Regions from separate parts of the Strix aluco genome. Here region 2 is linked to region 1. A link is a contact called in public Hi-C data. All regions are on one chromosome and are shown on one strand. The core of a region is the stretch at or near the end of the contact, and the rest is flanking DNA. Distances in the headings are between cores, read along the strand shown.

Evidence for each region. Hi-C and Micro-C count contacts between places; a contact is called where the count stands out from the background.
Region 2: a Hi-C map of heart shows a contact between it and region 1, with 18 times the contacts expected there. The contact joins the promoter of BOD1 here to the promoter of C13H5orf47 in region 1. A contact is called at or near these places in 2 of 2 Hi-C or Micro-C datasets (brain and heart).

What each region holds. Positions count from the first base shown.
Region 1 is chr13:11,122,674-11,128,586 of bStrAlu1.hap1, forward strand. C13H5orf47 (chromosome 13 C5orf47 homolog) reads right to left here and starts at 2,557. Exons shown (of 5, transcript XM_074838359.1): 1 at 2,269-2,557; 2 at 556-644. The coding sequence starts at 2,557.
Region 2 is chr13:11,275,706-11,281,618 of bStrAlu1.hap1, forward strand. BOD1 (biorientation of chromosomes in cell division 1) reads left to right here and starts at 3,133. Exons shown (of 4, transcript XM_074838188.1): 1 at 3,133-3,432; 2 at 4,802-4,926. The coding sequence starts at 3,202.

The DNA of each region.
Region 1 (5,913 bases), core at 1,307-3,806:
CATTACGAAATCTCATAATGAGTTACTGTTTTAATAAATGTGCCTTTTAAAATTTCAAGCATTTGTTGAACTACTGAACAGGAACAGAAATAGGTCTGTGAAACAGAAAGTAATTTTGTATTGCTACTAGTATGGTGTTAATACCTCTGATTCTCGCTTTCACTTATTTGTAACCTGTGGGATTTCTTTGCTTAAAACATAAGAGGAAGAGGAGCTGCAGAGCTTTTTCCTGCTGGGTTTCACCCAGCAAGGTGTGCAGCACCCTGGCCCCAATCCAGCAAAGCATTTCAGTACAGGCTTTAAGTCAACAGCATGCTCTCATTTTTCAAGGTAAGCACACACTTAAGTGCTTTATTGAATGAAAGCCAGAATTTTAAAGCCCCCAGAGAGGGAAAATAATACCATTTTTCTTTTCTGTAAGTAAGGATTTCAGTAACAGACTACCAATTCAATCTTTTAATCTCCCCTCATGCTCTCACATAGACATACACAGAACAAGCAGGAAGCAATTTTCTCAAACGCAAAAGCAGCTAATTCAGCTCCCACATTTTATACCTTTTGCTTCTTTTGTTTAATTACTTTATCAACATTTCTTGAAGGGAAGGGAAAGTCAAAGATGTCAGCCTTAGCCTCTCGAAGGTCACCTAGGAAGAGAGTTTAGAAAGCATATCCTGAGTGTTTACAATATATTCCTGCCAAAGCTGTAGATCTTCCACGTGGAAACTTACTTCTGGTCCCAGCAGGTTACAGGATATCAGCCTTTACACTGTGCTATTGCCTTGCGATATAATTCTCCATTGTAACCATGGGCCAAGTGGGTGTCTCTCAAACTCCACAAAACAGATTTCAAAACTGTACAGCAACCAAAAATTAAGACAACAGGCTTCTGGGCCACACAAACTAGCTTTTAATTCTCTCTTTTTCCCCTTGCTATAGCAGCTACTAAAATTCTGCCAGAGCTCAAAGAGAAGGTGAGTAGATTGAGGCAAGAAACCAGACAAATCATCCCTGCTAGCACTAAAAAACAGAAACAAGAGGGGCAGGTTGATACTGTGGATTCAAGACAGATATCTGCAAGGAGGAAGGACTCGGGTGACTTCCCAGCAAGGTGAGGATGGCAGCTTTCCAAGGAGCTGCTGGACAGGCAGGGCATGGCATGAGCTGAGCAAAAGGGTGACCCATGTGGGGATGCTGAACATGGCCACAGCTGCAGGCTCATCCCTTGCTGCAGCAGGGCTTCAGGCAAACCAGCATCCTCCAGGTCACCACAGCCCCACCACCAGATACCCATGGCAGCCACATTGCAGGAGCAAGGCTTTGAGTTACCGATAGTCAGAGTCTGCCTCCGAGCCACAGGTTGGCATCACTTAGATAATAACCCATCAGAAGTGGTGCTTTTAATTACAGATTAATATAACATTTCACTTTGACATCTTTGGAAAAATGGCTTTTAGGAGGAGAAAAAAATGTAAGACAATGAAAACATCTCAAGAGCAACAAGTTAGTAAAATTCAGGACCACCCTATCTGTGTCACCCATCATTTCCAGCTCACACGCCAGAAGCCAGGTCATGTTCTCCATTTTCACTCCATTTCGTCCTGTGCAGCAGAGCTATGTTTCATAACAGATCACAACCAGTGGAAAACTCCCTAATCTTTTTTGTTTGCTTTTATAAAAAAAGGCACCCACACCCATGCCCATCCCAACTTTCTTTGGTTCCAGCCACAAAGAAAGAAAATTAAGAAACATCTTTGAGCTGTCACAGCAACAAGGGAGCCAGCAGCACAGCAGCTCTCTGGTTAGGCGGGAATCTCCTGAGGAGAGGAAGGAAGGACCCAGAAGTTTGGTGTGTAACAAGCAGCCCTGTTGGATGTAGCTTATTTTTGGCCTTATTGCTGTCACAGAAAAGGACAGGGAAGGCTGCACTGCAGGCAGTCACCTCACCTTACAGGTCGGAGACGCTGTAGCTCAAAAGTGTAAGAGTTTGGGGCAAAAATATTAAATTTTTCACTCATGTAAGTTTAACACCATGTTCCACCTCCTGCCTAAATACCCTGTCCAACTGTACTGGGCACATTAAAAAAAAAATTGTGCCACCTTCACCCCCGAGTGTGCAGAGTCTGATTGAGAGGGAGGAGCCCAGTGGCACAGTATCAACACACTGCGGGGAAATGGTTTCCCGCCAGAAGAGGGGAACATGGCGGTGGCTCAGCCCTGTGCTCTTCGGTGCCCAGGGGCACAGAGGTCCCCGCGCTCAGCAACACGTACCGCAACGGCAGTTGACAGGCTTCGCCACGCCATAGCTCCCTGCCACCTGTGCCCTGCCACTGGCAGCGGGCAGCCCAGGGCTGGCCTCGTCCCCTGGCACCGAGGCTGCCCTCTGCCTCCCGGTCTCCCCCATGGGGCTCGGCTGGGGAAGCAAGGGCCCAGCCCGGCCCGCCTCGGCCCATCGGCAGCCCCTGCTGTAGCGGATGATGGAGCCGCAGCGGTGGGAGCCAAAGCTGTTGACATAAACAAGCGTCACACAAAGCTTCCCCTGGCTGCGGCCAGGCTCCATCTGTGGTGGGGCAGGATGGCGGTGAGGCCCTGCTGAGGAGAGGCGGGGGCTGGATGGACGGGCGTCCTGGCTGCCACGCTGTGGGGTGAACAGCACCCGTGGCCTCTTCCTCTGGGCAGGCATAGCGTGGGGATACCTGCAGAGCAGCCCTCCGGCCCTGTCCTGTCTGCTCGCCATATTTCAGTGTCCCAGCTGGGTGGTGAAGAAGGGAGAAATAACTGTGAGCAGGAACACTGAGCTCAGCGCAGAATGGGAGCAGGCCTCTCCCGGTCTCTCTCTCTCAGTAGTAACCTGCTCCACAAGGTTGCTTTTGGCCAGCATTAGTTAGGGTTTAGCACAAAGTATGCTGCCTGAAGTCATATACTGATATATTTCATGCAATATTGATAAAGTGATATAGGGGACTCCAGGATGAAGGCAGTGATGAATTGTTTGTCTCTGCTGTGATTGAAAGAGGAACAAGTGGGATCTTTTTGGTGTGGGAGCTTCCATAGTTCCTGCATTGATATAATGAATTTTCACATTGGTGTACTTGAAACAGGTTACCTGCTAGGGCATGGCTGGGTGGCTCCAGCCACCTGCTTAACAACATTTATGAAACAGTAATTTAAACAGCTGTTATCATTTTGTTCTTCAAGCAACAGCAGGCGTACATGCGCACTGTGCGATACTGAGGGGACACCCAGCGCAGGCAGGAGTCCCTCCCGTGAAGGTGCTCTACAGAGACGTGTCCCTCTGCAGCAGCGGGTTTACGAGATATGGCCAGTGACAAGTGGGATTTCTCAAACCACTTAAGAGCACAAGTCCCATTGATTTTTGCTTTGGCTCTTAAATACTGCTCCATATTATTTCCCAGAGTCTAACACACTTAACTGCTCAGAGGAGGGAAAGCATTACAGATTAGAAAGAATAAATTCTGTGAAAAGACCTTTCTCTAATTGTTTTAGCAGCACCAGCAATATGAACGACGCTGACAATTTGTCACCCTGGCCAATGGATCCGAAAAGACCACGAAGCTAATTGGAGTCTTTCCTCAGCCTTTGAGGAGGCTGAGAGTCCCTGCGGTCCCCAGGGCTGCTGTCACCTTGTCCCCACGCAGGGCAGGGTGCTGTGCAGAGGGACCCCACGAGGTGGCAGCCTTACCTACGGAACAAGCCTGTGTCCCTACCTCTGCGGCGACCTGACGTGAAGACGGGGAGCTCAGGACAGGATAAAAACCCAAAGAACTCTTCTGCGAAGTATCCCAGGATTTCCAGGTATTTTACACGCTGTCAGAAAATGGCATTTTGTGTATGCAGTTGAAAAAAAGGAAAACAATTTCCAGAGGCACAGCCTGACAGTTTGCCAGAGTAATTTGTTATTTCCCAATGATAAAAGGGCATCTACTGCAGGCTCCAAAGTGTACGGACTAAAAAGGAGGTCACAGATACAATACAACCACTGAGTCAGTAGCCTTGAGATCAACTGTAATCTCAAAATAACTCCCCAAACACCTGAGACTCCCTCCTCTGCAAAGATCTGAGCTAACAAATTGGCCTAGTGAGGTAGCAGCCAGAAGTTCAATCTGGGGGTATTTAGCCCAGAGAAAGGCAACCGAACAGCTTCATTAAAAACTGATACTGGAGTGCAAGCTTCGTCATATCCATTAATCACAAAGCCCTGGTAAAGAAAGTACTCCTTTTCCTGAAGCACACAAGTCTCAGTCCACAACACAAAAAACCACTGAACACATACACATAAACAGCACGATTTTCATTCCATGACTGTCTTTGCACTGTGCATGAACACTTGCTGCTGTGTCTTCCCTGACCAGGAGTTCCCTTTGCCAACTGCCAGGCTGCTTCCTTCCTATGTCCCTGTCAGGGCATCAGGGCTGCCAAATCAGTGGTTTTCTCAGTATCTGTATTTATGGAATATGTTTCCACGCTACTAATACAAATACACGTGCCTTGTGTGGCACATTTTGTCCACTTTTCCCAACAGCACGTTGCCAGGACTTTGACTTCAAACGCAAATTAAGCTCAGATCCCTTTTAGGATCTATTGCTACTGACAAAAATCAATGCCCCCTTAAAATCTATGAGTCTGCAAAACTGAAAAATTCAGCTATTTTAGCTGCACACTGTTCTTCATCCTCCTTTCCAGATGTATGAACTGACTACCAGCTAGCCGCTACCTCTGTATTTATCACTTTGAACAAACATCTCAGCTCTTCACCACATCTTCAACTGTCTAGTTAAAAATAGACCAGATTCTAGCTTCCAGCCTGCACCTCATCATGCCGTTGTTCTGTGTTCAAATGTCAGCTTCAGCTCAGAACTTGTATTGTTTCCTGAATTCTATTGTTTCAGTTTTACTTTGCCCCAGTACACATCATCTATTAACCTTGACTATAATTTTAAAATAAGGTAGGTTTTGGTGGTAGCAAGGCTATAGCTTACGCCAAGGAGAAGGAAGGAAGGAGCTGATGAGACATCGCTGCATGCACATTTAGCAACTCCCTGATTCCCTAGTGATAGCCAGCAAAAACGAAACTCCTGCTGTTGGAGACTTGTTTTTCTATGAGGATTCTTTGCAATGGAGTTAAACAAAGTACTCACCATAATTCAACATAATTCAGGCAAGGCAGGTTGCTTATTAAGTATTACATTATCTTGATCTACTGAATACATCTGAAATATGAATCTTAACACGGTTAACAGGGATTTTTACGTGGAAAGTATGCTAATTCTGGTAACAGCTACCGTCAAACCTTGTTAATTATACCCTCAGCAGTATCACAAACAATTACTGTATCTCCTTCGTTTTCACAGAATATTTAATAAGAGTCACTGGAGTGAGGTATTTTATTAGAATGTGGTTACTTTAGAGAATACTCTGGGGACCATTTATTAGTATAACTAGGAATCATTATAAAAACAAAACTCACCATTTCTGGTAAATCGAAGCAATGCATTATGCCTTCAGCTTTTGCTTACTTGTAAAATTTCATAATTTACAATGGATCTCACAGTTAATTATGTAAGCAATAACACAGAGCAGCAGAGAGATAAAATGGCCAGCTGCCATTTTAACACACCTGCATTTCATATTAATGAACCTGCATATCTCAGATTGCTTTACAAACCATACATGTGGGAATCACTTCATCCACACCAGTCATAAGGAGAGGCATATTTTCCCATTTCTTCAGGCTGTGCATAAAAATATTTAGCAGACTATAAACTAAGTTTGTTACATAAAAGCCTGAGCCTTCCCTTGAGATTTTCAAATCACTGAGAAGATCCATAGACTTCATAATCAAACCCAAGTCAATGAGACTGAAACCATTAACTTAGAAGAACTTTGTGTTACAGG
Region 2 (5,913 bases), core at 1,883-4,382, 150 kb after region 1:
GCTGAGAAAAGAGGAAACCTGAAAGGCAGAGGTGGCAAACACAGGCAAAAGTACTGAGCTCTGGCTCTGATCATCTGCGGTAGAAAACTGTGACTCTGGAAGGATGGTCACTTGCAAATTGAAATTACAGTTAAGTATCCTCATCTCCATGGTCAATCATGGGAATGGGTTTCAGGGGAATAATGACATAGGGAAAAAAAACCCTGTTGCTTGGATTGTCATTTTGATCCAAATAAATTTCTAAGAATTTTTTTTCTAATTATTTCTCCTGAAATAAACTTTCTCTCTAAGGTTTACAAGTTTGCTTCCCCCACAGCCTATTTATCACAATTTATCCCATTGTGAGAATTGCATCTTCAAAAGCAGCAGCAAACAGGTAAGGGTTCTCCCTGATTCTCCTACTGACCTGAACTGTGCAAACTGCCTAAAGCTTTCCTTGAGGGCATGGATATAGGGAGAGTTCACAAATCTCATAGATTTTGTACTATGATGCAAGGAGAGGTCCACAGTTCTCCTCCCTGGGGGATGGGCTCCTTTATCTATCCCACCACAATTTAATATGCTTGCCTGTGTGCTATGATGCTGGAGCAAAAATATCCAGACAGATTAGATTAAATACTATGTTTTTCTCGTGCCCCAGCTACAGATCTCAAAACTGTGAAATAGTGCTTGACCTAGGTCACACAGTCAGCCAACTTGTAAGCAGAACCCAGGAATCCTAGTTATCCCTGCTAACTACCAGCTTTACCCCTTCCCCCACTCCCTGAAACACCAATTGCATGTCCCTTTGTGCTATCCTGAGAAACAGATCACCGCATCCACCTACAGATAAAGGAAGAGGCCTAACACAGGGACTGTGAGCAGTGCTTTGCTAGTAATGTCAGCATCAGCACTGCTCTCCCATCTCAGCACCATCAAGGCAGTTCCAGAGAAGCTGCCATGGCTGGGGATGGTGACAGAATTTAACTGAAGCAAGAAGCTGCTCTGGGTGCTGCAGCTGGGAGGCATCCTGTGTACGAGAGGTTTGCAGTAAGGCTTTATGTCTCCTGCATCATGGATGCTCTGTGTCTCTTTGAGTAATTTGTTAATTGGGAGGAATTTGCACTTGTGGCAGTCCCCAGTAAATCCTGGGTGGGATTCTCCTAAACGCAATGTACTGTTGAGAGGCTGATTTTGCCTTTGAGGTTGCTCGCTCCCAGCCCCACAGAGGGAAGGAGCCCTTCCCAGGACAGCGGGAAACTCGTGCGAAAAATAACTACCTTCTCTTTAGCTCTCTTTCTGCTGCTGCGATTTAGGCGGGCAGAGAGAGACCATCCTTCTGGCTTCTGCTGCTTGTTCCCACATGACTCAGAGGGACGAATTAGTCCCTGCCTCGCCGGCCACCGCCTGCCCTCTGCCGGGGCCGCCGCTCCGCTTCCCTGACCGTCGGGAAACCCGGACCGGGCTGCCGGGACCGGGCCCTGCCAGCAGCCACTTGCTTGGATCGTCCCGTCAGACCTCCCCGGGGTCCCCTGCCCGCAGGAGGAGTCAAGGCCGTGTCCCCTAAGAAGTACAGAACGAGGAGATGCAGGCTCATGCAAGATTTTTGTCTCAGAAAAAATGTTTACGTGCTGGTTGCAGAAGTCTCCAGCATGTGCTGTCGATGCTGCTGTATGTACTGCCCCAGCACAGGGCTTGAACGAACAGTAACACACCCCAGTGGATCGCAGTGGGGCAGGGCGTTATGTCAGTTAGATTAATGCATTCCTACCCGGGGTTATCTTCACGTGAAAGGGCAGTGCCTGCACTAGCACGATGCCAGCAAACTCTGTGCTGGCGTGAGCTGGTCACAAGTGGTGGGGAGAAAGGGCTGCTGGCAGCTGTCAGGCAGGAATGTGATTCCACGGATACTTCCGAGTGCCTGGATGAGTCGTGGGAGGTTTACACCAGACTTCGAGTCAGCCAACACGGACTAGTGACAGTGACGAGGCGTCCAGCCAGAGGGACAGCTTTTCCATTCCAGCAGGAGAGCACCCATGTGTCTCCACAGAACACAACAGTTGCATGAGACACTTTTGTCAGTGTAAAGCTCAGGCTCTATACACGCTACCATTTTTCCCTCTTCTCTCCTCAAAGCTGCCAGATGGAAAGGGATAGCTTACGCCGCTTCCAAGCTGCTGAATTTTAATCAGGTAGAGGAAGACAATGCGTTGCACACAAAACATGGCCATCTTTTTGCTCGTTCAGTAGAATTCAAAGTGAAAGGTGAGGATGTACTTAGGCAGTGCATCTTTGTGGAGGACTGGATTATTACATTTATGCACAGCTTGTCCTCCTGCAGTTAAGGTGGGAATATCCTAATGAGTCCAAATCTTCTTCACAATGTGACTAGGAAAGAAAAAAACACTAACACATAGAATGTGTACCCTGTAGGTTAACAGAGGCCCCCTTGATCCTTCACACAGCAGGGACCAATATCGAGTTAAGCCTTTGGCACTGCCCACCCTTTACTAGCGGTGTAACAAATGAAATACAGGTCCCAGTGGAAATCCAGGATGATCCCACGCAAATTGATTTTTTTTCTGAATTTACATCAGTGCTGTCGTCACTACACCATTGAAAAACACTCTTAAGTCACAACCTGGCAGATATCCTCAGGGCAGTCCGAGAGGACAGGGATCCCAGACCGCCAAGCAGCACACCCAGAGGGGCCCGCGAGATGCTGAGGTAAACCCGGGGCCCTCTGCCCCAATCACTGCACCTGGGGAGCGGAGGCCTGACCGACTCTGCTCCGGGCAGACCCAGGGAGCAGAGCACTGCGTGCTCAGCGTCCTGTGACCGACCTGGTGAGCTTATAATAGCACCACAACCACACTGCTCGCCGGGGCAGCCGCGGCCCCAGACAGGCCGCTGGGCGGGGGAAGGCCGACACGCCTCCCCCCTCGAACTACAATTCCCAAGATGCATCGCAAACGCAAGGAGCCCGCCCCTCCGATGCCTTGCTGCGATGCCGTCGCGATGCACCCTGGGATTTGTAGTTCACCGAGCCGCCCGGCGGCCCGACGGCTATAACCACTCCTCCTGTGGAGGACTCCCGTTCCCGTGATGCAGCGCGCCACGGTTACGCAGAATACGGCGCGCCGCCGGCGACGGTCGCGGTGCAGGGGGCCGCGGGCGAGCGGGGCGCAGCCGCTGGCGGGCCCCGGGCGCAGGCCGTGGGCCATGTCCGATAGTGGCGGCGCCGGCGGGGCCGCCCCGGGCGGGGGAGGCGGCGGAGCAGGCGGCGGAGGGGGCTCGGGTGGCGCGGCCTCCGGCTCGGGGCCCGGCGCCACCGACCCGGCCTCGCTGCCGCCCGGCGACGCGCAGCTCATCGCCATCATCGTGGAGCAGCTCAAGAGCCGCGGCCTGTTCGACGGCTTCCGGCGGGACTGCCTGGCCGACGTGGACACCAAGGTAGCGCCGCTGAACCGGGCGGGCCAGGTCCCGGGCAGCCCCCGGGGATCGCCGGCGGGGCGGCCGGTGTCTCATCCCCAGGCCGGAGCTGCGGGCACCGTCCCTGGAACCCGGCTACCGCTGCCCGAAAGGGCACCCGCATCCCCTCCCTTCCCTTCTCCCCGCGGTGTCCCGCACTCGGCACTGGGGGGAGGCCGGCCACGACGGCGTGCAGCAGGTGCAGAGCTGCTCTCTCGATCGGGGGGGTTTCATGCCCCCGCTGCGACCGGCAGCTGCTCTGGAGGTGATCCTGGCTTGAAGCGATAGCGACATCCCAGAGGAGAAACGGGCCACAGAACAGGCTCAGACTTTCCTTTTCTAGCCTAGTCCTTATTGGGAAAACTGTCTCCCATAAGAACGCTGCTCCTCTTGAGCATAATTCCCACATTTCCAAAACAAACATTTGGCCTTTCTTTCTTGAGTAAACGTTCTAAGACTATTGTTTGCAACTAATTTCTTCCTCAGCCACAACATGAGCTCCTGAGCAGTAAAGTTGGGTTGTGCCCAACTGCCCTGTCAAAATTAAACACTGGTGTTTTGCTTTCCCAAACTTTTATGCTTTCAGCAAGAGTCCTGTTTGGGACCTGCAGTCGTCATTTTAGGCCCCCCCTGCAGGTATCGCAAAACCAATTCCCGAAGCTGTCAGGTCATCCGCACAGAGCAGCCATAGCTCAGGGCAGATTTGTCAGGATTAGATATATACGCTTCCCAGGACAGAGACTGCACCTCTGTTACCAACCCTTTCATTCATCATCCCATATACATATCAAATTCCAAAATGTAAGTGTTGCCACCCTCTTCTCCTTTCCTTGCACAGTACCAGGATCTCGATGGTCCTATGTATTTATATGGGTTTCTTAGTTCAATTCCTGTTAACTAGGAATAAGTTTCCACTGATAAAACCTGCATAATTCTTACCTTCTGGGTTAGTGTCACAGAAGCAAATAATTAAGTTCTTTGTCAGTCACAATATTACTCAGCTGGTTTCCTAGGAATTCTGTGATCAAGGGTTTCCAGACAACAAGAACGCTACTTAAACAACTCCTGTCTGCACAAGGCAGTTTGCATTTCACTAAGTAATACTATGAAATGACAACAATTTTAAAACCAAGGTATCCAGCTATTTGAATTATTATAATAGAACACTGACTGACTGTTCTTTACAATTACCAGTTGTGTTCTTAGGTAAAACAAGCTTACCTTTGTTCAGAAAGTGAAAGGATGTCACAGTACTGTACGTGACAGAAGATGTACTATGAAGGACTCTGGCGGGGGATTGTTTTGAGATCTTTTTAGCTGTTTAACTAGAATTTTTAAAATTTTTTTTTAGCCAGCCTATCAAAATTTGAGACAGAAAGTAGACAACTTTGTATCAACCCACCTGGACAAACAGGAATGGAACCCAACAATGAACAAAAACCAGTTACGAAACGGGCTAAGGCAGAGCGTGATTCAGTAAGTAAGCAACATTCTATAAAATTTATTTATCAAATAGCATTACCATTATAACTGTCTTACCACCTAAGTCAAATAAGAACTTGTAGAATTTTTTCACAACACTTTCTGTTGTATTCTCCTGAGTTTCATTACAATAGTTGATGCAGTCTTAAAAGTCTCATCAAAATGTTTACGTTACTGGTTTCCATGAGATTTATATTTTCCTGAGTTGAGCAGCATGGTAAAGTACTCATATTTGCTATCTAGCCAAGTTATTGCTGCAAATAGCCAACACTGTGCCTGCTAGCAAAACTGTACCTGATGTACTGAGCTGAATGACGTTGATCTTTACCTTCAGAAGGGAGAAGAGCCTACATCACTTAAAGAAAAAATCCTGAAGATGCCAACGCTTGTTTAAGTAGACTCCAGCCACTAGCAGGCAGTAATCACACCGGGCTAGCCCGATTTCAAGCAGCAGAGGGTAGCTTCTGTATATCTATTTAAGATACTGCATTTCCAGCATGACAGAAAAGCCAGCTTAAACTGTGCTGCTTAGAGATTTAGGTTTAGTATCTCTTGCTGCTAACTCACTGCAGTCTGAAGTATGAGCCTTAGCTTGTTTGACTAAAAGTCACAGATAAGAACTTTTACTATAAAGTTGTAGGGAGAGGGGCAGTAGGGAACTGGATAATGGCATTTATGCTTCTAAGAAAAGCTATTAGAATATCACACACAGAAGAAACTGTATTTCAGAGCACTTGATAGAACCTGTAAATCATAGTATGTAACATTAGTTTAATCTGTAGAGAAGGGGGTGTCACTGTAAGTACAGAATTTCCTGTCCTTACTTGGAGTCCTTGAGACATGTTTGTCACTTAATGCTGCTTCTTATTCTATGTTACTCTACCACTAGAATGAAGCAGACAATTGAAAAATATTATATCAGAGAGCCTGTAATGAGAAGAATGTAAAGTACTCCCTTTGAGTAGGCTATTAGTATAAAGA